4 separate regions of the Mus musculus genome follow, and regions 2, 3 and 4 are each linked to region 1. A link is a contact called in public HiChIP or PLAC-seq and promoter capture Hi-C data. All regions are on one chromosome and are shown on one strand. The core of a region is the stretch at or near the end of the contact, and the rest is flanking DNA. Distances in the headings are between cores, read along the strand shown.

Evidence for each region. Promoter capture Hi-C pulls out the DNA fragments that hold promoters and counts their contacts. HiChIP or PLAC-seq counts read pairs in DNA pulled down with a chosen protein or histone mark.
Region 2: a contact with region 1 is called in a promoter capture Hi-C map of the 3T3-L1 cell line, with 12 times the contacts expected there. The contact joins the enhancer-like site here to the promoter of Krt79 in region 1. A contact is called at or near these places in 25 of 39 promoter capture datasets (the 3T3-L1 cell line, 3T3-L1-derived adipocytes, the C10 cell line and 15 more), 1 of 15 datasets of contacts at CTCF or cohesin (the NIH/3T3 cell line) and 6 of 115 datasets of contacts at active chromatin or transcription factors (T-cell acute lymphoblastic leukemia, a colorectal cancer cell line, embryonic basal ganglia and 3 more).
Region 3: a FOXA1 HiChIP or PLAC-seq map of pancreatic cancer cells shows a contact between it and region 1. The contact joins the enhancer-like site here to the promoter of Krt79 in region 1. A contact is called at or near these places in 5 of 39 promoter capture datasets (3T3-L1-derived adipocytes, hippocampal neurons, liver and 1 more), 1 of 15 datasets of contacts at CTCF or cohesin (the NIH/3T3 cell line), 1 of 484 Hi-C or Micro-C datasets (liver) and 1 of 115 datasets of contacts at active chromatin or transcription factors (pancreatic cancer cells).
Region 4: a contact with region 1 is called in a promoter capture Hi-C map of stem cell-derived epiblast-like cells, with 5 times the contacts expected there. The contact joins the promoter of Smim41 here to the promoter of Krt79 in region 1. A contact is called at or near these places in 12 of 39 promoter capture datasets (the 3T3-L1 cell line, the SN4741 cell line, cranial neural crest and 8 more), 3 of 115 datasets of contacts at active chromatin or transcription factors (embryonic basal ganglia, embryonic stem cells and pancreatic cancer cells) and 1 of 9 other capture datasets (pancreatic islet).

What each region holds. Positions count from the first base shown.
Region 1 is chr15:101,938,723-101,941,990 of GRCm38.p6, reverse strand. It overlaps Krt79 (keratin 79), which reads left to right and starts at 1,667. Exons shown (of 9, transcript NM_146063.1): 1 at 1,667-2,244. The coding sequence starts at 1,777.
Region 2 is chr15:101,331,125-101,334,405 of GRCm38.p6, reverse strand. No RefSeq gene overlaps it. Among named protein-coding and RNA genes, the nearest start is that of Gm52200, 14 kb to the right of the region's middle. Within about 2 kb of position 1,820, at least 65 of the 459 cell types and tissues checked have an H3K27ac peak or open chromatin away from gene starts, as enhancers often do. A contact at or near this core is called in the HPC-7 cell line, pancreatic cancer cells and trophoblast stem cells, where this site is marked.
Region 3 is chr15:101,240,771-101,244,194 of GRCm38.p6, reverse strand. No RefSeq gene overlaps it. Among named protein-coding and RNA genes, the nearest start is that of A330009N23Rik, 17 kb to the right of the region's middle. Within about 2 kb of position 1,349, at least 83 of the 459 cell types and tissues checked have an H3K27ac peak or open chromatin away from gene starts, as enhancers often do. A contact at or near this core is called in liver and pancreatic cancer cells, where this site is marked.
Region 4 is chr15:101,291,849-101,295,301 of GRCm38.p6, reverse strand. It overlaps Smim41 (small integral membrane protein 41), which reads right to left and starts at 2,077. Exons shown (of 2, transcript NM_001369218.1): 1 at 1,670-2,077. The coding sequence starts at 2,047. The coding sequence ends at 1,778.

The sequences.
Region 1 (3,268 bases), core at 418-2,917:
AGGGAGCCTGAGAAAGTGTTCTCAGCCTGGGGAAAGGAGACGGAGGTTGGTTGGTGGGAGACGATGGCTCATTCCAAGGGCATTGTTTTCCCGAAGGACTTCTATGGTGGGTTATGCTTAGATGAGGTTCAGAGAGGTGGAGAGTGTCCCAAAGGCACACAGGTCACTGAGAACTGGTCTTTCAGACCAGCTCTCCCAGATGCCTGGTGTCCTTAACTCCAAGGAGTCTTGGTGGCATTAAGGGGCTACTTCTGTGGCTCTTTGCGACTGCTAGGAGCTGGGTTCAATGCTTCAAGTGAACAGGAGCCTCTTGAATATCCCAGTGGCCCCAGGGAAAGATTCCCAGCTTCCTTTGGAGCCTAGAAGCCACCATCCTCACCGGGGTCTTCTGCATCTCTTTTGGGATCCGAGCTTTAGCCTGGCAGAGCCAACACTGCTCCATCTTTGCCTCAACCCAGTCTCTGCCCCTTTGCCCTCTGCTTGCTGAATGATGGAGAGGCGAGGGGGTGTGGGGAGCAGTCTCAAGGTCTTCTCCCACTATCTGTGATCCTGTACCTGAAGTCTCTCCAGCTCTGCTTGGGCTGTGCTTGGTTCTAGAAGCCTGACTGGGAAGAGAGTGGAGGCCGGTGTGAAGTGATCAGGAGTGTCCTGTTCTTCTGAATTGAGCAGGTGGAGTCCTTGTGGTCAGGAAAGGAGAAGGTTATGGGGGTACAGCATGAGACACTTGGGGCTTCTTGGATACATGTGCATTTTCAGTATTCCAAAATGTCTGGGCCCCACTGGGAAAGGTCCACCAAGGAAGAGCTTAGGGGTGGCCACAGTTCCAGCCCCAGGAAAAGCAGTTGGGTTCCTAAGCTTTGACACCCTGCCTGTGGTGACAGGGCATTCCTTTTCTTTCTTTGTCCTTTTATTTATTCATTTTTTTTGGTTTTGAGGCTGGGTGACCTTGAACTTTTGACCCTCCCACCTTCACCCCTAGGGTGCTGGGATATAGGTGTGCTCTGCTATGTCTAGTTAGAGTCAAAGCCATCCAGCCCACATTGTGTGCTCAGCCAGGCCTATGGCTGGGCAGGGACCCTCCTTTCTTCCTTGGATCCTCTTTACCCCACACAGGGTTCCCACCCAGCAGACACCTGCCAGTGTAGACAGAAGAGTAGCTGCTCCACCCCTGCACTGTCACCTGTGCCCCCCACGCTGGACCTGCCAAGAGACAGGAGGCTGTGGGCTGGGAGGGTGGGACTGGAGCAGGCCTGGGCACCCTCTCTACAACCCGTTGCCCAATGCACCTTCCCTTGCCACCTGCACAGCACTGGGCCCTGGGGCCTTGGCTTACCACAAGGCCCTGGGACAAACCCCACAAAACAGAGCCCCATTGACAGCAGGCCATCAGGGCTGCGTAGGAGGAGACCAAGCCAGCCACTGGGTGGTGAGGGTAGCTGTAGGAGCCCTATCATCCTGTTCCAAGTGAGGAGGGCTTACGGGGTGGGGTGGGGTGGGAGTGGGGGGAGTGGGGGTGGGGTGCTTCCCATCTCAAGTAGTCTCTGCTCAGGAGCAGCACTTCAGTCTCAGTGATGGCTGGGCGAGGCCCTCCCACATCCTGGGGGAGAGGAGATTCCCCCCCCCCCCGGCCCCTCCCTCTCACCTGTGGTAATCACAGCTGGAGTGCATGGAACCCAGGGCCAGCCCAGCTGGGAAAAGATAAAAAGGTGTTTGGTGGCTCAGTAGCTCACTCCGGCTGATTCCCTCCTGCTCTCAGCTGCTTTCTCGCTGACAATCATGCGGTCCTCTTTGTCCAGGCAGACTTTCTCCACTAAAGGAGGCTTCAGCTCTAACTCAGCCAGCGGAGGTGGTGGGAGTCGGATGCGAACCAGCTACAGCTCAGTGACTATGTCCAGGGGGAGCGGCGGTGGCGGTGGGGTCCGCTCTGGGTCCAGCTCCGGGGGCTTTGGCAGCCGGAGCCTCTACAACTTGGGAGGCAAGAATATCTCCGTCAGCATGGCTTGTGGGGCCTCCTCTGGCCGGGCACTAGGAGGCTTTGGCAGTGGGGCCTATGTGGGCCTAGGGGCTAGCAGGCAGACATTTGGGCCAGTCTGTCCTCCCGGGGGCATCCAGGAAGTCACTGTCAACCAGAGCCTGCTGACGCCTCTCAATGTGGAGATAGACCCCGAGATTCAGCGGGTGCGCACCCAGGAGCGCGAGCAGATCAAGACCCTCAACAACAAGTTTGCCTCCTTTATTGATAAGGTGGGTGGGCAAAACCGGGGTGAGGTGGAGTGGGGTGGAAGCTGAACCTCTAATGGGGGGTGGTCTGGGCAAAGGCAGTTTTTACCATGTGCTCTAGATGTGCAGGGTGGGGTGATGAACAGAGACGGTGGTTTCTGCCTGTCGGAGGTTGGGGCTAAAACCTGCTGGCCGGGGTTCCTTCTGTGAATGAGAGGCCCAGCCCACCTGTGTTGGAGCCTTTCCTATACCGCTAAGCATTAGCCTTACCCCATTATTAAAAGATGTGTGGTCCTCAGTGTTCCTGTCAGGGAGTTGGCCTTTGATGACTTGAGTCATTTTATAGCTGTGGGCAACAGTGCACGGCTCAGGAATTCCACAAACCATCCAAGGTTGAAGCCTTGGAATTCTGTCTGTCCTCTCCAGCTGAAGAAGCCTCGGGGTCAGGCACATTGAGAACCTGGAGGGCAAGAGGAAGCCCTTTGCCCTCCCTTGCCTGGTTCCCCCTTCCGGCTACCACGAGGAGGGTGGCCACCCTACAGTTTGAACACTCTGGGAGTGTTCTGGATCCCCGTCTCACCTACAGGGTGACTGGGATCACTCTGCTACCACCTCTCTCATTTCTTGCTCCATTCCTTCAGCACTGTGTACCTTGGCTCTGCGCCTAGGCTGCGAGATCAGGCTGAGGCATAACTCCATGATTTGAACTTTTAACACAGAAGGGCCCTACCTCCTTTCTCGTGTGTCACCCTTAGGGTTCCATGAAGAGCCTGGGTAGGCGAGGCTTTGCCCATTTTTACACTATGAAAACTAAGGCATAAAGTGGTCCTGAGACTTGCTCAGGATTGCACTGGTATATGAGGCATAACTGTGAAGAAGGCTGCAGAGTTCCACAGTCCTGGGCACTGAGGTGTACCTGCAACAGGGCTCCTGGCCAAGTGACTAGGCCTGGGGTGCTGTGGAGGTGGCACCTGGAGGGACTGGGTGGCAGAGGGTTAGGGAAGTTGTGTCACCTACCTCTTGCCCTTTTCCCTAGTGACTCTTGGTT
Region 2 (3,281 bases), core at 571-3,070, 610 kb after region 1:
AGCTTCCCACCAGAATGACCAAGATGAGGATGTGAGCTCCCAGTGGTGGGGACTATTCAGCTTTTGTATACACTAACATCAGACGCTGTAATGAGGCCGTGGGCATCAGGCTAGCAGGGGACTCAAATGGGATGCCAGGCATCAACAGAGATGCTGAGTCAAGAGGAGACTGTGGGCAGCAGGCAGCACACCTGAAGAGCAGAGCCATGAAGGCAGAAAGCTCATGGTCCAGCAGGCTGGGGAAGGAGATAAAAGAGTGGTCCCAGTAAGCGCAGAATGGGATCAAGTGATTCCCCAAGCCACGGGGATGGGCCCAGGGAGAAAAGGCACCTGTAAGCCGACCTCCAGTGCACTGTGTCCTGAAGCACCAGGCAGCCCATCCTCTAGAGCAATGGTTCTCAACCTGTGGGTCGTGACCCTATCACAGGGGGAGCCTAAAATCATCAGAAAACACAGATGTCTACATTGTGATTCGTAACAGTAGCAAGATTAAGAAGTAGCAACAAAAGTAGCTTTGTGATTGAGGGTCACCACAACACGAGGAACTGTGTTACATGGTTGCAGAATCAGGAAGTTCTTGAAAACCACTGCTTAGAGGCAGAGGCTTGAAATGGCGAGATTAGAGCTTGGCATTAGGCAGAACTGCCTGCTTGAATTATCTAATTTATAAAACTACAAGACACAGGGAAGGGTCCCTGAGCCCCAAAGCTTGTGGTAGTTATGAGCACAGGAGCTTGGTCCCTTCTGCTCCATGCAGAGAGGGCTGGAGAAGGGAGAAGGTGGCTCTGCGCATTAGACACATTCACATATTCTGCTTGTCTCCACACAAAGCCACCCTGCAAAAATCTCAGTAAGCAAGGTCCTCAGAGTGAACAAGTTAAGAGGCAGGGAAGCTGAGGTAAGGGAGAGGGGACCTAAACAATCATAGAGGGTACAGTAAGAGGCACTAGACTCCAGGGCAAGGAGTTAGGGGAGGTGTGACCTAGACTCTGAGTTCCCAGCTGTCTCCAGCTCCTGGGAAATTACACCCACCCTCACTTTCCCACAGCTGTTTCCAGGGCCTCCTTGTCTGTCAGCAGAGCTGCCGTGAGACTGCTATTAAAGCCCTTTCCAGAGAGTCCTGTGCTAAGACTGCTTCAAAAAGCAAAGCAAATCCTGCCCCCAAAGCCCCTGGTATTACAGAGTCCTACTTTTCATCTCTCAGGCCCAACCTTGGAGGGTGCCCCTAGTACACACAGGCCAGGGCACAGGATGAGGCAGAACTCTCTGCACCAAGGACTGGATGAGTAGGTAGTGGTGATCTGGGAATTTGGAGAAGCCAACCTCCCAAGGAGAAGCTGGGAGAGAGCCAGAAAGTGGGGAGGGGGGGTGCAGGTAGCAGATCAGGAAGACAAGAAGCTATGCCCAGTATAACTCAGGCCAGGTCCCTGCCGAGCCCTCCTCCTATGAACCTCAGACAAGAGAGACCAGAGAGCACCAGCACGGAGGGAGCATCAACAGGGAGGGAGCACAAACATGGAGGGAGCACCAGCAGGGAGGGAGCACCAGCAGGGAGGGAGCACCAGCCTAGCTGCCATGGCCTGAGGCTGTGAGAGAGCAGTGAAGGTAACCTAGCCATCCACTCATATGACAGTGACCAGGGTGACATAGCCACCTTCCTACTTCCCATGTGCCCACTGGAGTCTCGAGGAAGACATCAGGGGCTGCACAGGCAGATAGGTATAGGAGAGCTGGGTTCAGGGCCAGTGCCAGCTCGGAGACACCACAGAGGCTGGGCTTTGCCTGGGCCTGGCAGGCAGCCTGTCCTCTCCCCACCTGGCAGGAGACACTCATTACCTAATAAGGAACTTTCTCCTGTGCTGGGACAGCTTCTGGCAGACTCTGGAGGGTACGGGCAGAGGAGGTGGAGCCAGTGCTCAAGCAGGAGCCTCACCTGCCACCCTCCTCCTGGGGACCCTACAGGGGAAAATCAGCCAGTCTAGACAACCTCGGATACCCTAAGCCTGCCTTGGCCACCAAGAGCCCCTCTGAGGGAAATGGAGCCTTCCTAACAGCCCCTTAACCTGCCCTGCCTCTCCTCACACCTGATTTACATCCCTGCTGGCCCTCCTGACCCCTACCACTTACCCAGGAACACACAGTCACCTGTGAAGAGGGGGTGATCCTCTAGAGACCCACATTTTGTGCCTTGTCCCTGTCAAAGAAAGAAAATATCCCAGAAGGCACCTCCTGTAATATAAGGGCAAGAGATGCCTGTCCAGATTCTAGGGCAAACCTCAGAGGCAGAAAAGGCAGCCAGAGCAAGACAGTCAGCATGGTGGCAATGTCACCTTAGCTAAATGACCTCTCCTATCCAAGACACATTGAAAATGTGAAGAATAGATCAGGGTCCCCTCATTGCCTGACACTCAAAGTCCTGGACCACACCAGCCACGGCCAGTCCTTGTTCCCTCAGAGACAGGCATGGCCATTCCTAGCCTGTGGGAGTCAGGAGAGCTCTGCTGGCCCCATCACTCTTCAGGGAAACAAGGCTCAGGTGCCAGGTCCAGCTTAACTCTAAACAAAGATGTTGATGGGTCTTAGCAGTGAGGTGGACCAAGGAGGGGGCAGGGCAGCATCACTGATGTCCACACATCTGTCTCAGGCCTCACTGGCCATGTGAGTGGACAGCAACAGCCTCCCAGAGCCCCCTCTATGACATGGAAATGTGGGAACCGCCCCCCCCACGTTATGAAACACCCATAATTGACACCAAAGCAATCAGCACTCAGTAACCCAGGGGTGCCCTTTGCAGAGTGCCTAGGAAGACCTGTGTGCCCCTCAGGGTCTCAGCTGCACCCGCAGATGCCAAACCCCAGCCAATTCCTCTCACCCCTGCCATGAGCCCACCTGGTTCTCAGATAGGGAACATGGGGAGGATGAACCCAGCTGATGTTGCTCCAGGGGCAGGGGCCATTAGTCACTAAGGGACACCTTGGGAACACTCACAACACTACCAACAACATCACACCACCAGTCAGGCCCCTCTGCAGTCAGGATACAATGCCCTAATCCAGGTGTGTCGCCACGAGCATCTACTGTGCTGCTAGGTTGCTTGACCACACCCTAATGACTCAGAGCTGGGGCATGAACCTGCCAGGCCAGTGGGAGAAAAAAAGCCACCAGCTAAGGGCTTCGGCATCCAGCCTGAATCACTCAGAGACACACCTGTCCCCACCCCTCTCTAATGGTCCCACTGGCGGAGGGTGGGGGGAATCACAGGCCTCCCCACCCCCAACCAC
Region 3 (3,424 bases), core at 100-2,599, 700 kb after region 1:
CCAGAGAGGAAGCTGAAGTGGTTTCTTCTGACTTCCACATCTTACTACAGAGTTGGGGCCAAAAAATAAATAAATAATTGTAATTTTGCGTAATGGATTTCAACATGTTATAAAAACAAAACCTTGGGCTGGAGAGATGGCTCAGTGGTTAAGAGTGCTGACTGTTCTTCCAGAGGTCCTGAGTTCAATTCCCAGCAGCCACATGGTGGCTCACAACCACCAGTAATGAGATATGATGCCCTCTTCTGGTGTGTCTGAAGACAGTGACAGTGTAGTCATAGATATAAAATAAAATCTTTTAAAAAGAATCAAAAAAGCAAGAGCTCTGGCTGGCTGGAGGGATGGCTCAGTCATAAGAGCTGGCTACTAGTTTCAAATCCTAGCCTCTGCATACGTTGCATGCCCACACATTCAAACTGTCTTGGAGTTTCTCTTGCTGTGATAAAACACTGATGAGGACGCCATGAAGAAGTTCTGCTTACTGGCTGCTCCTCATGGCTTGCTCTGCATGCTTTTTTATAACACCCAGGACCACCAGCCCAAGGATAATATTACCCACAAAACCCTGGCCTCCCACATCAATCCCTAATTAAGAAGACAGAGACAGACCACAAGCATATAGACCAATCTGGTGGGGGCATTTTCTCAGTTGAGGTTCCTCCTTCCAAAATGATGCTAGCCTGTGTCAAATTGACATTAAAAACTACCCACCACCTCAGGCAAACACACACACACACACACACACACACACACACACACACACAAATTAAAACTTGAAAGAAAGCCCCAATGGTGGTGGGACATGCCTTTAATCCCCGGCACGCAGGAGGCAGAAATAGGCAGATCTTTGTGAGTTTGAGGTCAACCTGGTCAACAGAGTTCCAGGACAGCCAGGGTAACACAGAGAAACCCTGTCTTGAAGAACAAAACATATAAACACATTGGTATGCAAGGCTCAGCACACATACACACATACACAGATGGAATACATACATATATATGTGTGTGTGTGTGTGTGTGTGTGTGTGTGTGTGTATCCACACACATATATCACACAATATATTTTGTATATTATATATTAATTATATTTTATATATCATACAAAATAAGCACCAATTATATATTTTATTTATTTATTTATTTATTTATTTATTTGTTTGTTTGTTTGTTTGTTTATTGAGGAAACAGGAAACAAGGGAAAAGAGCCTCTAGCTCCCGCTAGAACCTTAGGTGTGCTGGGGTAGAAACGATTCATGCCTCTGGCCATCAGGGGCCGCTCTGGAGGCTGTGGGAGGACTGACCTGCTGGCACAGGTGATTAACTGGATCTTGTATGCTGTCCCCGGTTGCCAAGAAACGGGTGTTCCTACTGCTCTCAGCCACCGAGCCAGCTCTGGTTACTGCTGACAGGCCCCACAGAGGAGAGTCAGGCAGGCAGAGGGTGCCAGAGGAGACTAAGTCCTTCCCTGTGCAGGCAGCGTGGTGGTTCCCCTTAGAGAACCTGGGTTACCTTTGGGGCCCCTGTCCTCTGGGCCTTGAGCTGTACTCGGAAAATCCAGGACCCATAAACTGCCGAGGAAGGTGCAGAGTACTGCGCGGGAGTGAGAGGGTGCGGGAGGTGGGAGAGGGCCCTGCAGGCTCCCCTGTTCCCCAGCCTTTATTCATTTATTTTCTGTGGCTTTGGGAATGGAACCTGGGCCTCTCACATTGTAGGCCAACACTCTACCACTAAGCGTTAGCCACAGTCTTTTTATTTTTCACTTTGAAACAGAGTTTATACAAGATCTGGAGACCAGTATAGAACTCACCCTGTAGCCCAGGCAAGTCTTGAATTTCCAATCCCCCTGCCTCAGCTCCACGAGTAACTGGGATTACAAGCGTGCATCCCCAGGCTTGACAGATATTAAGAGATACAGAAATGGGTGGTCATACTCATCAAAATCATGATTATCATGATGCCCAAACACAGAGCCGCGTTAAGACTTTTCCTGTAGACCAGGCAGGGCCACTTCCCAGGAAGGGCTGGGGAACCTGAGCTATGGCAGGCACTCAGGTCACTTCAGGAGCAGCTGGCCGTCAGCTGATCGTCCTAAGGACCATTCATCATGCCCCCAAGTCCATTCTGCTGAGCCATGGTTATTTCCGAGTGTGGACAGAGCGCAGGTTGTATAACAGGCTAGAAGCTAGGAGATGGTTTGAGGGAAGCTTGTGGCAGGGTTGGGGTTGTTCTCACCTTCTCCAGTCAGAGTAGCACCTCAGAGCGGAGGAGGAGGAGCCCCGAGGCTTGGAAGGGAAAAAGGGAATCCATCACTGAGGAGAGCGACACAGCCTGTCAGCCTGCTTCCTCCTTCTGGATCCAGAAGATAGGCCATCCTCCCTTCCCACGCATTAATCCCTCTCCCCCAAGCTCTGCCTTTGCTCGAATCTGCCCTGTTCCTGGGCGGGGGTGGGGGGTGGGGTGGGGGAACCCTGTGCCAGTTCCCACTGCTCTCCATTCTCCAGTGGGTAGTCTGGACTCAAATACACCTTCATGGTGTGTTTCCAGTGGCTTTACTATAAGGAAATGCAAGAATATCTTCTTTGAGGTGTGGTCGTGACTTCAGAGACCATGACAGGGGACAAATCGCTGTGGTTTGAATGCCAGCCCCGTTCGCATGAGCCGGTCTACAAACCAACTACTTCATGCCTCACCTTCTCCCCTGAGTCACGAGGATCTGAGCAGTTTGTATGCATGAGGCACTTAAACAGCTCCTGGCCCAAGGTCAGCCCTGTGTAAGTGTTGGCTATAATTAGACAATATTTTCGGATCACTTTCCTCGGCCTTGGCTCCTAATAAGCACTTGGTGAAAGGCACTTGTTATTTTTATCTTCCTTCTCCCTCGCTAACTTAATCCCTTCCACAAACCCACCTTCAGTTAGCCTCCCAGCAGTGAAAGTGTGTGTATGTTACATTTCTCTAACGTTTACACTTACAAAACACTTCTGTTCCGACCTCGCGGCAAACCCGGGAGCTAGCAGCGCACTCAAATGATCGCTGTCATGTTGCAGAGCCAGGAACAGGGTGTGATCTGTCTAGTGGCATCAGCTGCTAAGGGGTGTGTCCAAGCCACCAAGCAGGGTATTCTGACCTCAGGCACCGGGTGCTTGCTTCTGGATGATATGGCCCGGGGCATGCCAGCTCCAGGCTGCCAGGACAGATTCGCTAGGGGAGGGAGGAGAGCCCCTACTGGTTCCAGAACTGAGAGCACTCCCAGAGTGGGAAGAGCCTATGTTCTTTATAATTATCCCCCATAGCACCTAGAAGCTTACCAGGAGCTGTGTGGCAGTGCCCTCCACTGGCCATAAGTGGTACTGTCGGCTTTTAGAGGACGGAAAGGTAGCTCTATCTACACATAGTTATAGAAAATACCCAAGGCCTAGGAGTG
Region 4 (3,453 bases), core at 828-3,327, 650 kb after region 1:
CGGGCCCAGCTGGTGGGGAGCTGCTAGCTGCTGCCTGGCATCTGGAGACTGTTCTAGAAGCAAACGCTGTCTGACATGGTCATTGAGGAAGCAGGGACAAGAGTGGACAGTGACCGTGAGCCTTAGGGTTGCGGTCCCTGACTCAGCCTGTGCCTGGATCGGTTCTCTGATGGGGATAGGAGGCCATGTTTTCTACCAGAACCTCAGACTGCCGGGAAAGCAGAAGGAAGAGTGAACCCAGGAGACCGAGCTTGGGCTCGAGAGCCTACAGTTCGGCTCCCGATCTGCTGCGCTCCGAAGTGTGTCACCTGTTTGTCTCTTTGAGCTTCACCTTTTCTCAAAGTTTCTCTCGGCATACCTGATTGTCAGTGAGGGGGTTCAAGGGAATCTAGATGCCCTCCGCCCCACTGAGGAGAGATGGGGGAAGGCACAGGGTGGGAGACTGCAGAATGTGGGGAGGAGCCGGTGCCCAAGACCAGAAAGTGAAGGAGGACAGTTCCCTGGGCCCTGCCCACCCCCCTCCATACCAGCACACACACACACACTCACACACACTCACTCACACTCACACACACATACACACACTGCCCTGCCCTGGCAGTGCACTCCCCGGCTGTGGAGGAGACATCTCAGATGTGAACTCTGTCACTCTTGAGGCTAACATGGCACGGCTGCCCAGAATTGGTGCCAAACCCTTAGGTGCTAAGCAAGGATCACACATCGTCAGCTTCACAGCAGATTACCTCCACCTACCCACACCCTCAGCCCCTCACCAGGCCATCATCACGGGCATCCTGCACCACCGTATTCCTGGCGGTAACTTGAAAGTAGGAGCCTTGAGAGTCGCCAAGAGACGGCCACTCACAGACGTCCCCAGTAGCCCCTACACACAGCTGAATATCAATGGGATGGTAAAGGCACCCCCCACCCCCATTTCATGGTTCAGCCTGAGGTGGCCTTGGACTGGAGTTACTTTGTCCTTTGGGCCACCCAGACCCTTCTCTCCAGATGGTTCCTGTCCTTAGAGAGCTAGAGGCGGGAGACCCAGACGCAGCCCCCACAGCTGGGAGTACTCAGCCTTCTCCTTCCTCCGCATATGCTCCTGCACGAAACCTTGCTGTCCCCACCCCCAACACAGCACACAAAGCTTCTGGCTGAGCTACACGTGAGCGGGGAGCCAGGAGAGGAGTCTTTGGCACATCTCTCTGTCCCCACTGTTCACCCAACCAGGGGTACCTCTAATGGGAGTGAAGAATCTCTCTCCTCTACCTTCACCTCCGGTGGGCCCCAGCCTGCCCACTCCCTCCCTGGACAGAAGCTTTGGGAAGGAGACAGCAGCAAGCTGAGAGCTCAGGCTGGGTTGTATTAGCCTCTAGAACAGAGGGTCCTGCTGAGTCCAGCAGACCACAAGTTAACCTGGGCAGATGCAGAACACGGGGAAACATAGGTACACAAAGAGCTCCCATTCACAGAACTCTCCGGCCTCCCTCCTTTAGCATAAGGGACACGAAGGCTGTCTGTGCCTCAGAGGCACAGGGACCTCCAGCTCTACCCTGGCCTTGAGCAGCTGTCTGTACCCAGTGATGTCCACCTAATGAGAACAGAGACCATCACTGTGCCCACCCCACGCAGCCCCAACCCCAGACTCCCTGTGTCTCAAGGCTCTCACCTGTGCGGGAAATAAGAGCTTGTGGGTTGGACCTTCCGCTGTGCCTCACAGAAATGAACTCTGGATGGCGTGGCACAGAACAGGCTGAATCTCAAGAGCAGCTGACACCTAGGAGTCGTCATCCCCTCCACAGGCACCAGGCTCAGCCTCGGGGGTTGAATGCCTTTCTCGGGCCAGCAGGGCTATCAGGCCCTGAGCGCGGAGGAGGAGTCCACCACCCAGGAACAGGATCCCACAGAGCACCAAAAGTGACAGGACGCCCAGCACGACTGCCTGCACCATGCGTGGCCCCTCTGGGGGTCCGAGTGGCAGCCCGGACTGGTTGCAGCAGCTCAGCCAGGCAGCCTTGGCTGCAGCTCCCACCTGTGAGCCGTTCATGCTCCCACCAGCTGCCCAGATGTGCACACTACCCTTGAGAGTTGAGGCTGTGTCAGAAGTCTCTAAGGGGCGGGCCTCCCAGGGCCCTACCGCCCACTCTACCCAAGTGCGTGCAGAGCAGCGCTCAGGCCCCTCCTAGACAGACTCCTCCAGAGTGGCCTCGAGGTCCTTCTCTGACAGGCTGGATCCTTAGGCCCAGCCTATCTGTTCTCCAAACCTATGTCCATCATTCAAAATTGCCAGGTAAGCCTAAAAGGCCCGTTTCCACGACTTTCCTCCATAGAAAAAGGCCAAGATTCTGCATCCTCGGGGCTTTCAGAGCATCTACGATTCTTGTTTGTTTGTTTTCGAGACAGGGTTTCTCAGTGTAGCCCTGGCGGTCCTGGAACTCACTCTGTAGACCAGGCTGGTCTCGAACTCAGAAATCCACCTGCCTCTGCCTCGCCTCTGCCCCTCTGCCCCTCTGCCCCTCTGCCCCTCTGCCCCTGCGCCTCTGCCTCTGCCTCCCAAGTGTTGGGATTAAAGGTGGTCATCATGACTGCCCAGCTGTGTCTACAATTCTTAGACCCCATCCCAAGTGCTGACCACTCTGAGCAAAGCACGGGACAGACAGCTTTCTGTTCCTGAAACAATTCTCACACACAGGACAGTCCGAATGGTGGAAAGTCTTCCTTCAGGGCAGACAGGCAGAACACAGTACTCCAGACCCCAGGGCAGAGAGAATGGCTAGAAGTACCCAGATAGCAAGGCCTACCTCCATTCCTTCTCTCCTGTCTTCTTGTCCAAGAAGTCCTCTTTACCGAGAACACAGCAGATCTAGAGAGCAAGGAGGGGTGTAGGGACTGATGTAATTATGAACTGAAACAATTTAGGAAGGGAGCAGAGATCTGGCCCACGGTCCTACCTCATGGGAATCATAATTCTGCAGAGGGTGAACACATCACTGTCTTGGTGTCTACACAGCCACTGCCAGCTGGGTACCTGTCACACAGCCAGGGGTCAAGTCCAGTGCAATCTGCAGGCAGAGAAGCCTGCCCGGGTCTGCTGCAAGATCCTTTAGCAAATTTCAAGTTCCCATTTCAAACATAAAGCCACTCTGGAGAGACTTGGGATACAGCCCAGTTGGTAGAATGCCTGCCTAGCAACTTGTCCAACAGGAAGCTTCAGGTTTTAAATCCCAGCCCAACATAAAACAGGTCAGAATAGCACGGAATCCCAAGGTCAGACTATAGCATGAGTTTGAGGCCAGCTAGGACTACCTAGAAACTTCGGACTCAAGTAGATCACAGAGCCAGCTAGCAAGGTGGATCTGAGTTTGAGGCTAGCCTGGGCTATAAAGCAAGTCCCAGGACTGGACAATGTAGACCCTGCCTCAAAAACAAGACAAAACAAGAAAGGGTCACCTC